Linked DNA regions of Canis lupus: region 1 is linked to region 2. The links are chromatin contacts, called in public Hi-C maps. All regions are on one chromosome and are shown on one strand. Each heading gives the region's core, a stretch centred on a gene start, on an enhancer-like site or on the middle of the called end of the contact. The rest is flanking DNA. Distances are from core to core; before and after follow the strand shown.

What was found. Hi-C and Micro-C count contacts between places; a contact is called where the count stands out from the background.
Region 1: a Hi-C map of blood shows a contact between it and region 2, with 2.8 times the contacts expected there. The contact joins the promoter of AIDA here to the enhancer-like site in region 2. A contact is called at or near these places in 4 of 9 Hi-C or Micro-C datasets (amygdala, blood and skin fibroblasts).

The regions. Positions count from the first base shown.
Region 1 is chr38:17,665,553-17,670,375 of UU_Cfam_GSD_1.0, forward strand. AIDA (axin interactor, dorsalization-associated protein) reads right to left here and starts at 1,646. Exons shown (of 10, transcript XM_038586208.1): 1 at 1,389-1,646. The coding sequence starts at 1,498. BROX (BRO1 domain-containing protein BROX) reads left to right here and starts at 1,898. Exons shown (of 13, transcript XM_038586206.1): 1 at 1,898-2,052; 2 at 4,456-4,572. The coding sequence starts at 4,472.
Region 2 is chr38:17,617,697-17,622,196 of UU_Cfam_GSD_1.0, forward strand. MIA3 (transport and Golgi organization protein 1 homolog) reads left to right here. Exons shown (of 28, transcript XM_038586204.1): 12 at 928-999; 13 at 1,173-1,277; 14 at 1,945-2,067; 15 at 2,154-2,265; 16 at 3,320-3,375; 17 at 3,466-3,556; 18 at 3,640-3,778. The region is part of intron 1 of LOC119868053 (a long non-coding RNA gene); the gene reads right to left. Among named protein-coding and RNA genes, the nearest start is that of MIA3, 45 kb to the left of the region's middle. Within about 2 kb of position 2,250, at least 2 of the 20 cell types and tissues checked have an H3K27ac peak or open chromatin away from gene starts, as enhancers often do. A contact at or near this core is called in blood, where this site is marked.

The sequences.
Region 1 (4,823 bases), core at 396-2,895, 47 kb after region 2:
CTCTCTAATAAATAAATAAAATCTTAAAAAAATAAAAAGTGTCTTAAGCATTAAGGGAGCAGTCAGGATTTGGAGTAAAAAAAAAAAAAAAATCCCGATTTCAGGTCCTGTAGTTTTAGGACCCCCCCTCCTGCCCCCGTTAATCCGTTTAACCTGAGCTTCAGTTTCCTCATTTTGCAAAATGAGACTCATTTTCTAAGTAGTTGCAGAAGCGAGTGAGATCACATGAAGATGCAAGACCAACGCTAGTACTTGTTACTACACCTGGCAGCATGGGGCCCAGAGCTCGGCTTTTGGGGGGGGGGGGGGGGGCCCGGGATGACTTCAGAAAGTCATCTCTGAAACGACAAGTCAGTAGCACCGTGGAGTACAAAACTCCTGCACGCTTAAGTGATCTTAATGGTCAAATGGAAACAAGTAGCTACGGTAGAGAAAGGAAAACCAATTTAAAGGTTCCAGGTCTCCATCGCATATTATTTCCAGAAGACACTGGAGCAGGGGGAGGTGGGGGGGAGGTATCACTCAAGAGGATGCTGACCTCCGTCACACCTCAACCAAGAAGCAATTTAACGGCAGCAGCAGCAGCTTGCCCCCGATTGCATTTCAGCAGGCAGTTCTTATTTGCAGCAAAAGGTGCGAGAAAGTAAGCATGGAGATTTTTCTTCTTTTTTTTTTCGGGAGGGGCGGGGTGGCGGGGCGTAGCCAGCGAGGCTGCAAGCAATCGGACCTCGGGTCAAAGATCAAAGAAACTGGTACCCAGAGGGTCCCCCGCGGCCGGACATGCGACGCGGGAGCAGGGGCCCGCGCGCGGTCTGCGGATCCCGTCCGCTCTCCGCCGTTCACATCCTGCGCCGGCTCCACCCAAAGCAACCGAGCGAGAGCGAGAGCGAGAGCGAGAGCGAGGGGGTGGGTGGGAGCCACACACTCGGCCGAGCAAATAACAGTCCCAGAAACCGAAAGGGAGTCGAGGTGGGCTGCGACGACGCGGCTCGGCCGGACGAGGGGGGCGGGGAAGGGGCGCCGGGGCGGGGGGGGGGGGGGGGGGGAGGCGGGAACCCCAGCGCCGGCCGGCGGGGCGCCCCCCCACACCCCCCGCGCCCGGGAGCAGCGAGCACCGGCCCGCGCGGGGGCCACGCATCCGCGGAGCGTGGGCGGGGAGCGCGCCAGCATCCCTCCGGGCGGACCCGGGGCACAGGCCCCCGAGGGGCGGCCTGCGAGGGCGGGAGGGAGGGGCCACCTGTTGAATGGACCCGGCCCGCGGCGGGGGAGGCGGCGGGGGAGGGCGAAGCCCGGGCAGCGCCCGCCGTCCGCAGGGCAGCTCGGCCGCGCCCGCGGGGGCCCCGCCCCGGGCAGCGACCCCGCCGGCCCGCTCCCGCCCGCTCACTCACATCTGATACTCGTCTATCGCCTCCACCAGCTGGCCCCAGGAGTCGAAGTCGGCGCCCCTCCTGAAGCTGGCGCCCCAGCGCTGCAGCAGACTGCGGGTCACCTCCGACATGGCCGGCGCCCGCCCGTCCCCGCGAGCCCGGGCTCTAGGGCGCCATCCTCCCCGGGCCCGGCCCCGACATCAGCAGGGCCAGGACGCACCGCTCCGGCCACCGCCGCCACCCGCCGAGGAGCCGCCCAAGCCCATTCGCAGCCGCAGCCAAACTTTGCGGCTCCGAAGCGCCCGCCCCGCCGCGGCCCCGCCCCCGACGCCCCGCCCCGCCCCGCTCCCGCGAGGGCCGCCATCGCTACCGAGGCGTCCCTCTCCGGCTCGCGGGGCCGCGCCGCGTGCCGCTCCTCCTCCCCGGAGGAGACGCTGCAGCAGCTCGCAGAGAAGAGTGCGGAAGAGGAGCCGGGCCGGGGCGCAGGGACGGCGCGACCCCGGGGCGCCCCCGCCCCTCCGCGGCGCGCACTGCCGCCTCGGTAGCTGTCATGGCGGCCCGGGCCACGTGACCGCGGCTCGGCGCAGGCCGCTCGGGCTCGGCCTCCCTCCCCTTCTCGTCCGCCGACTCGGATCCTGCCTTTCTTCCCTCCGGAAGACGGCCGCACCGACTCCCGAGAAACCCGGTAAGTCTGTCATGAGAATGGGCGTTTCCCAGGAACACCCCCGCCCCCCGGCGTTATCCCCGGAGCCCCGAGCGGCAGGGCCCGCCCCCCCTGTGCAGTCTCCATAGACTCCCGGAGAGTGGTCCAAAAAAAAAAGTCTGCTTTTAATGCCTTGAAAGAAAATGCATGTCGGCGCCGCGAATCGACCGTATGAACAGTGAGGTTCGCCGAATCCCCGTGCCCGCGTCTCCGCTGGCAGCGGGGATACTAAAGCTAAGTGGGGGGGGGGGCTGGGTCCGCCGTCGGCTGCCCGCCTCTCCCGGGCGGAACCTATCGGCTTTCCACGAAAATGCCTGGTGGGAGCAGAGGCGCCGAGGCTTGGCGCCTGCGCAGTATCGCCGCGCGCCGCCCCCGGGGGTCGGGGCTCGGCCGGAAGAGGCGGGGGATAAACCGGAAGTGGGCGCTCGGAGCTCGGGGGTGGCGCTCAGGTAGGTTCCTGGGGGGCCAGGGCCTCGCCAGCGGGGGTCCCGTTCAGCCCGTCGGTCATCGGAGGCCGGGGAGGTGGCCCCGCGGGCACCCTTGCCCCTGCGGGAGGCTGTGTCGCTGTCGTCCCCACCCTGCGAAATTCCTGGAAACGGGAATGGCAGGTCTCGGAAGGGGCAAGGTGGGGTCCGGGCGGAGAGTACGGCTCTTAAGCCCTCTTGGTTCCTGGAGTAAACATCCCCACGGCCGCGTCCAGGAAGTGGAAATCCGCCTGGAAAGGGTGTTTGTAGGGAGTTTGCGGTCACGAAATCAAGTCTGGTGTGCCATTCTCCCCGGAAGGCTTGGTTGATGTGCACGTACAAAGAGCTGTATTGATTTAACTTCTAAAGCTGGTTTACACGGATGTTTAGAAGATTATAAATATTCCTTCTTTTTTTTTTTTTGAGATTTTATTTATTTATTCATGAGAGACACAGGCAGAGGGAGCAGCAGGCTCCACGCAGGGAGCCCGACGTGGGACTCGATCCCGGGTCTCCAGGGTCACGCCCTGGGCCGAAGGCGGCGCTGACCCGCGGAGCCGCCCGGGCTGCCCTGAAGATCGTAAATATTCTTAAAAGAACTTGTTAAATGTCTTGAGCCATAAGTGAACTCGCTCAGTTTTTCGTTGAGTATACAATGCATCGGCCCTCTGGTGCTCTCCCACATAAATATTCTCAGGGAGGTGCTCGAGGAGGTATTTCGTACACCGTGCAGCCTACGGTTGTGTGCCCCCCCCCCCCCCCCCCAAGAAAAGTGCATCAACAACATTGTATGATGCCTTTAAGTAAATTAAACCTTATCAGGATTTCTTGTCTCTGACTTCCCGGAATCTACTGGCCACATTTACATGTTCTGCTAGACCTTCCTGTGTTTGCATTATCTACCCAAGGACTTGGAGGCAAGTGACACGCTTTTTTTTTTTTTTTTCCTCCATAAAAGGAGTGGAACTTTTTTTTTTTTTAAAGATTTTATTTATTTATTCATGAGAGGCACACAGAGAGAGGCAGAGGCACAGGCAGAGGGAGAAGCAGGCTCCATGCTGGGAGCCTGACGTGGGACTGATCCCAGGTCTCCAGGACCACACCCAGGACCCAGGGCCCAAGGCAGGTGCTAAGCTGCTGAGCCCCCCCACCCCCGGCTGCCCAAAGGAGTGGAATTTATTTATTTATTTACTTGAGAGAGTGTTTACAGGGGGAGGGGCTCAGGGATGGAGAGAGAGAGTCCTGAGCAGGCTCAAGGCTCAGTGTGGAGCCCATCTGGTGCCCATCTCGTGACTGGATCTCACCACCCCGAGATGATGATCTGAGCTGAAACCAAAAGTCGGACACTTAACCACCAGGAGCCCTTAGGACTATTCTTTTTAAGTTGGCATTTCACTTAGGTAGTTTTTCGAGTATTTTGGGTTTTATAGAAGTTATTGATCAAGTATTGTGTTTTTTTATTCATGGAAGTTCCGATTTCTATTAGCTATTCTGCGGGAAGTATATTTATTGTGGAAACACGGGCTGTAACCAGTGAATTGGCATCGGCAATCCTGTGTTGGAAATAATAGTTAATTTAAAACCTATTTCAGGGATCCCTGGGTGGCACAGCGGTTTGGCGCCTGCCTTTGGCCCAGGGCGCGATCCTGGAGACCCAGGATTGAATCCCACGTCGGGCTCCCGGTGCATGGAGCCTGCTTCTCCCTGGGCCTGTGTCTCTGCCTCTTTCTCTCTCTGTGTGTGTGACTATCATAAATGAATTAAAAAAATAAATAAAACCTATTTCAGGTAACCTTAGCAGTCTATATAAGGATTATCTGTACCTGTGTATGTCATGTATGCATATATATGCTTTTATTGTATGTGTATATGTTTGGTAAACTTCTAATTTTTTTTTATGCATATCCTTTTACGTTTATAGGAGACAGCTGGAGAAAATGACACATTGGTTTCATAGGAACCCATTAAAAGCCACAGCTCCCGTTGCTTTTAACTACTATGGTGTAGCTGCTGGTCCTGCCGCTTCAAAAATTTGCAGGTTAGTTTTAGTCCATCTCAGATACTGATGGAGCCACTTTTGGATACAAGGTACTTTGTTAGGTGTCATGGGCAATATAGAAGTATATAATACATTACCCTACCCTTAGATTCCTTATAAACTTATAAATGACTTGTGAAGAGTGAAATCCTAGATTATTTAAACTTTGGCAGTCGTCTAGGCTGCAGTCCTCAATTTTAGATTGGTGAGTCCCAGAGAGGCTATAACAATCTTAATAAAAGAGTTAAGGT
Region 2 (4,500 bases), core at 1,000-3,499:
GGGTCAAAGGCAGGCGCTGAATCGCTGAGCCACCCAGGAATTCCCCTCCTTGGATTTTTTAAAAAGATTTTATTTACTTACATGAGAGAGAACACAGAGGGAGAGGGAGAAGCAGACTGTCCCCTGAGCAGGAAGCCTGACTTTGGGCTCGATCCCAGGACTCTGAGATCACGACCCGAGCCGAAGGCGGATGCTTAACTGACTGAGCCACCCAGGCATCCCCTACATGATTCCTTTTAAAAATAGTTTTAGAACTGTAGGAAAGTGGCAGTGATATTAATGTTGGGTTTCCATATATCACACACGCAGTTAAGCTTGTGCACTCGGCTGACCATGTACTTGCCAGGTTTCTCCACTCTGAATTTACCTGTTCCCACTCTTGGGTGTACTCTTTGGAAGGAAGTAACTATGCCCAGCCCTCTCTTCTAAGAGTGAAGAGTATGCTCCACCTCCTTGAGGAGGCAGTACCTTCACAGATTATTTGGAATTCTTCTGTAAGACAGATTTTTCTATTCTGCCTCAAGTCCCACCATTCTTAGTTTCAGGCAAGAGAATTTTTAAAGTCACTTTGGGGATTTTTTTTTCTATACCAATAGGAGAAACCATGATTTGAACTAGATTACTTGATTTTTTTTTTCTTCTTTCTTTTTTTTCTTTTTTTCTTTCACCTTTTTGTCTGGTCACCTACCACATTATCTCATAGCCGGAAAGGCTGTGGATAGCATGTAACAGAGCTCCAATTATTTTCTTCTTTCCTTATCTCTTTATTATATTCTTGACTTTTCTCCTTGGCTAAAACTGAATCATCTGCTTTTACCTGATATGTAGAGGATGGCTCTGGGATAATGTTTCATCTTTTTAGCACAACATATCCCACTGTTTCTACTAAAATCCTCATACATTTTTTTGTGTTCTTCCAAATGGCAGATACTGGAAAACAAGAAATCTATAGAGAAGCTGAAAGATGTTATTTCAGTGAATGCCTCAGAATTTTCAGAGGTAAAGCTGCCTATAATTTCTGCAAGATGTTCATAGGTTTAATAGTTTTGTTGAAGAGCAAACATTTGATCTGTGCTAGAATATGCAATAAATGAAAACTGTATGTTTCTAGTTGGGAAGGTGTAATACCCTTCCTTTAGAATTTATTCACTAATAGGAGTGTTTTGCATTAGGTTCAAATTGCCCTTAATGAAGCTAAACTTAGTGAAGAGAAGGTGAAGTCTGAATGCCATCGAGTTCAAGAAGAAAATGCTAGGCTTAAGAAGAAGAAGGAACAGGTAAAGAAAAGTTAACGTCCTAGATTGTGTGAATTAGGGGACCTGAGTATCATTACTTCTTGAGTATCTTTTCTCAGATCTGTTTTTAAGGAAATGAAATATGTATGCAGAATTCTATTCTTAGATGTGCAAAGTTTTAAACTCCCAAAATTGAGTGCATGTATATATTCTCCATCTGTTCTGAATTAAGATCTTTTCTATAATTTCTTATAGCTATCAGAATGTAATGTAGTCTTTGTCTTATCAAATACCAACCAGTTATTCATTTGAATAGTGTCAGTAAGATGATTTGCTTTTGACCAAAGAATTTGGTATTTATAACCCTCCTTTGAGTAATTACTGTTCACCAACCAAAGTAAGGTTACATGACCTGCAGTGTGGACATGGGAGATAGTGAGATGTGCTCCTTTGTCCCTATTGAAGTGAATTATTTGAATTGGCTGCAATTTTCTGAAGGATACAGTAAACTGGATGGACTTCCTTGAGAGTTGTTGTATTCTTACTGCAGTTCTTAGGATCGGGGCCACTCTCCCCTGTCCCTTCACCAAGGCTTCAGTCCATAATGACAGGTCAAAGTGTAGCATGACTCCCTGTTTCCCGGTCTTATTCACTTGGCCCTGAAATGTTCAGTGCAAAAGCCCTATTGGAAATTCATGTGTTTTTTTAGTTGCAGCAAGAAATCAAAGATTGGAGCAAATCACACGCTGAGCTCAGTGAGCAAATCAAATCATTTGAGACATCTCAGAAAAATTTGGAAGTAGCTCTTACTCACAAAGATGATAATATTAATGTAAGTTCATTCGCTTGAATACATACTTAATTCTCCTGAAATCTGCTTGAGAAGCTCTTTCTAATACCCTTTTGCATCTTTTCTAGGCTTTGACTAATTGCATTACCCAGTTGAATCGGTTAGATTGTGAATCTGAATCTGAGGATCAGAGTAAAGGAGGAAGTGAGTTAGATGAGTTAGCAAATGGAGAAGTAGGAGGTAAGTTCAGTTTCAGGGAGGTTGGACCTCTTTTTGTGTTCCTGTCTTTAAGTACACTGATGCTCCTCTTTGGACTAACTTCCTCTTTAAAAAAATCTATTTATTTTAGAGAGAGAGAGAGAGAGAACGAGCAGGGGGAGGGGCAGACTCCCCATTGAGCAAGGAGCCCGAGGCAGGGCTTGATCTCAAGGCCCCGAGATTATGACCTGAACTGAAGTCACGAGCTGGGCACTTAAAATGACTGAGCCACCCAGGTGCCCCTGACTAACTTCCTTTTAAGTGTTAGAGCTGTAGGTGTTTATCTGTATGCACTGGACAGAGGTGGGTTGCAGGGCTGTGACATAGCAGTGGGTGTGCAATGAATGTGGACTCTGCTTTTCCATCCCACCGAGGACTGCTTGTGTGTGTATGTACTGGAGCTGGGACCGGCATAGTTGTGACTTATACCTCTAAGTGTAAACACGGTTCAGTAGAAGAAATTTATTTCTCCCTCAGTGCTGTGGGGATGACAGTTGAATTTGGTTGTCATCATCTCTGTAGCTCTGCAGTTATAGAGCCTACAACCAATTTCAAGAGGACTGAAGTGCTGGGGGCCATACACTAGGGCCGTGAGAGTGGAGCTAAAGGGTAGCAGTGTTTACTGATAAGGGACCTGTTTCTGGACACTGTTCCAAATTGGACATTCCTTGCACAATGGGCATTTTCAGCCACACCTGGTAGCAGATTTAAGGGATGAGCAGAAGATTAAGTCTTTCTATATGAGATACCTGACCAGGGGTATGTAGATCTGAGGGAGAAGAAAGAGCCTTAGTTCACACATCCTTTCTTGTTTGAGAATGGCACAGATGGCATTTTTCTTATATAAACTGGGAATTCACTTTTTGAATCTAAGTTTGCAATTCTCTGAAAAGTCACGGAGCTTAATTACTTTTCCTGGTTGATTTGTTTTTCCTTTGAATGTTTGAACATGGCAGTTGTTTAGTTTGGAGGAAATCAAGAAAATAGAGTTAAAAAGCAAAAGAGGAAAATGCAATTAAAGTCTTTTGTATTTTAGGTGACCGGAGTGAGAAAATGAAAAATCAGATTAAGCAGATGATGGACATTTCTCGGGTATGATCTTTTTTGTGGAGTACCCTAAGTGCCTGTGAATGCTCATCGTGCCTCCTTTGTAAGGATAGTTCTCTCTTTCGGAATTTTTAGACACAAACTGCAATATCGGTAGTTGAAGAGGATCTAAAACTTCTGCAGATTAAGCTTAGAGCCTCAATGTCTACTAAATGCAACCTGGAAGGTAGGCTGCTTCCTGAAAAGAAAGTGCTGATTCTTACCCTTTGCAGACTAGCACACACTGCTCAACTGTTTTATCCTTTACAGACCAAATAAAGAAATTAGAAGATGACCGTGATTCACTGCAGTCTGCCAAAGCCGGCCTGGAGGACGAATGCAAAACCCTGAGGCAAAAAGTGGAGATTCTGAACGAACTCTATCAACAGAAGGAAATGGCTCTGCAAAAGTAAGATGTTCATGTTTCGTCATTAGCAGTCTTGCCGTGTAAGTGAATGTGTGAACTGTTGGACAGAATTTTGTCTTTTTAAAAGATTATTTGTAGGGTTTTTTCTGTCTGCAATTTGTAGAAGTTTGTCTTTCTTCCTTTCTTGTTTCCCATAATTTGCATTTTTCTTTCCATTGGAATCAGTTGTCAGAAATTGTTGCCTGTACTTTGTTTGGCAAGTAGTGGTTTACTGGTGTGAATGATTACCACCGAGACGTGCTCCTTGAGGATCCACTTCATTTCGTGGCTCCATGGCATACTTCACTTTCCTTCTTGATCATCCTATGTGTTCTAATACTCCTTGATCCAGCTTTTCAGAATCGGAGTGGTTTGTAAGACATGATGTTTAATAGAATAAATACTCCAAATGGAATATTCAGTAATTTGGAGATATCCTAAATTTTGGACCTTTAGTTAGATTCTCAGATTAAATGTTACATACTGTAATCATGGTGAGGATATTTGGAGTTTTAAATATAGACATGCCTGTTTAGTATGTATATTTAGGTATTAATTTTCTGAAATCTACATCTCAAATTTGAAGTTAGGTGTATGTTTTTAAAGATGCACTTTTATAGTTCTAAGTTTTTTTTCTCCACCAAAATATCTGAATTCTCTACAAATAGGTTGGCAGTGGCAGTGGCTGTTCATGATTGGTCTTGTTCTTTACTCTGGCATATATC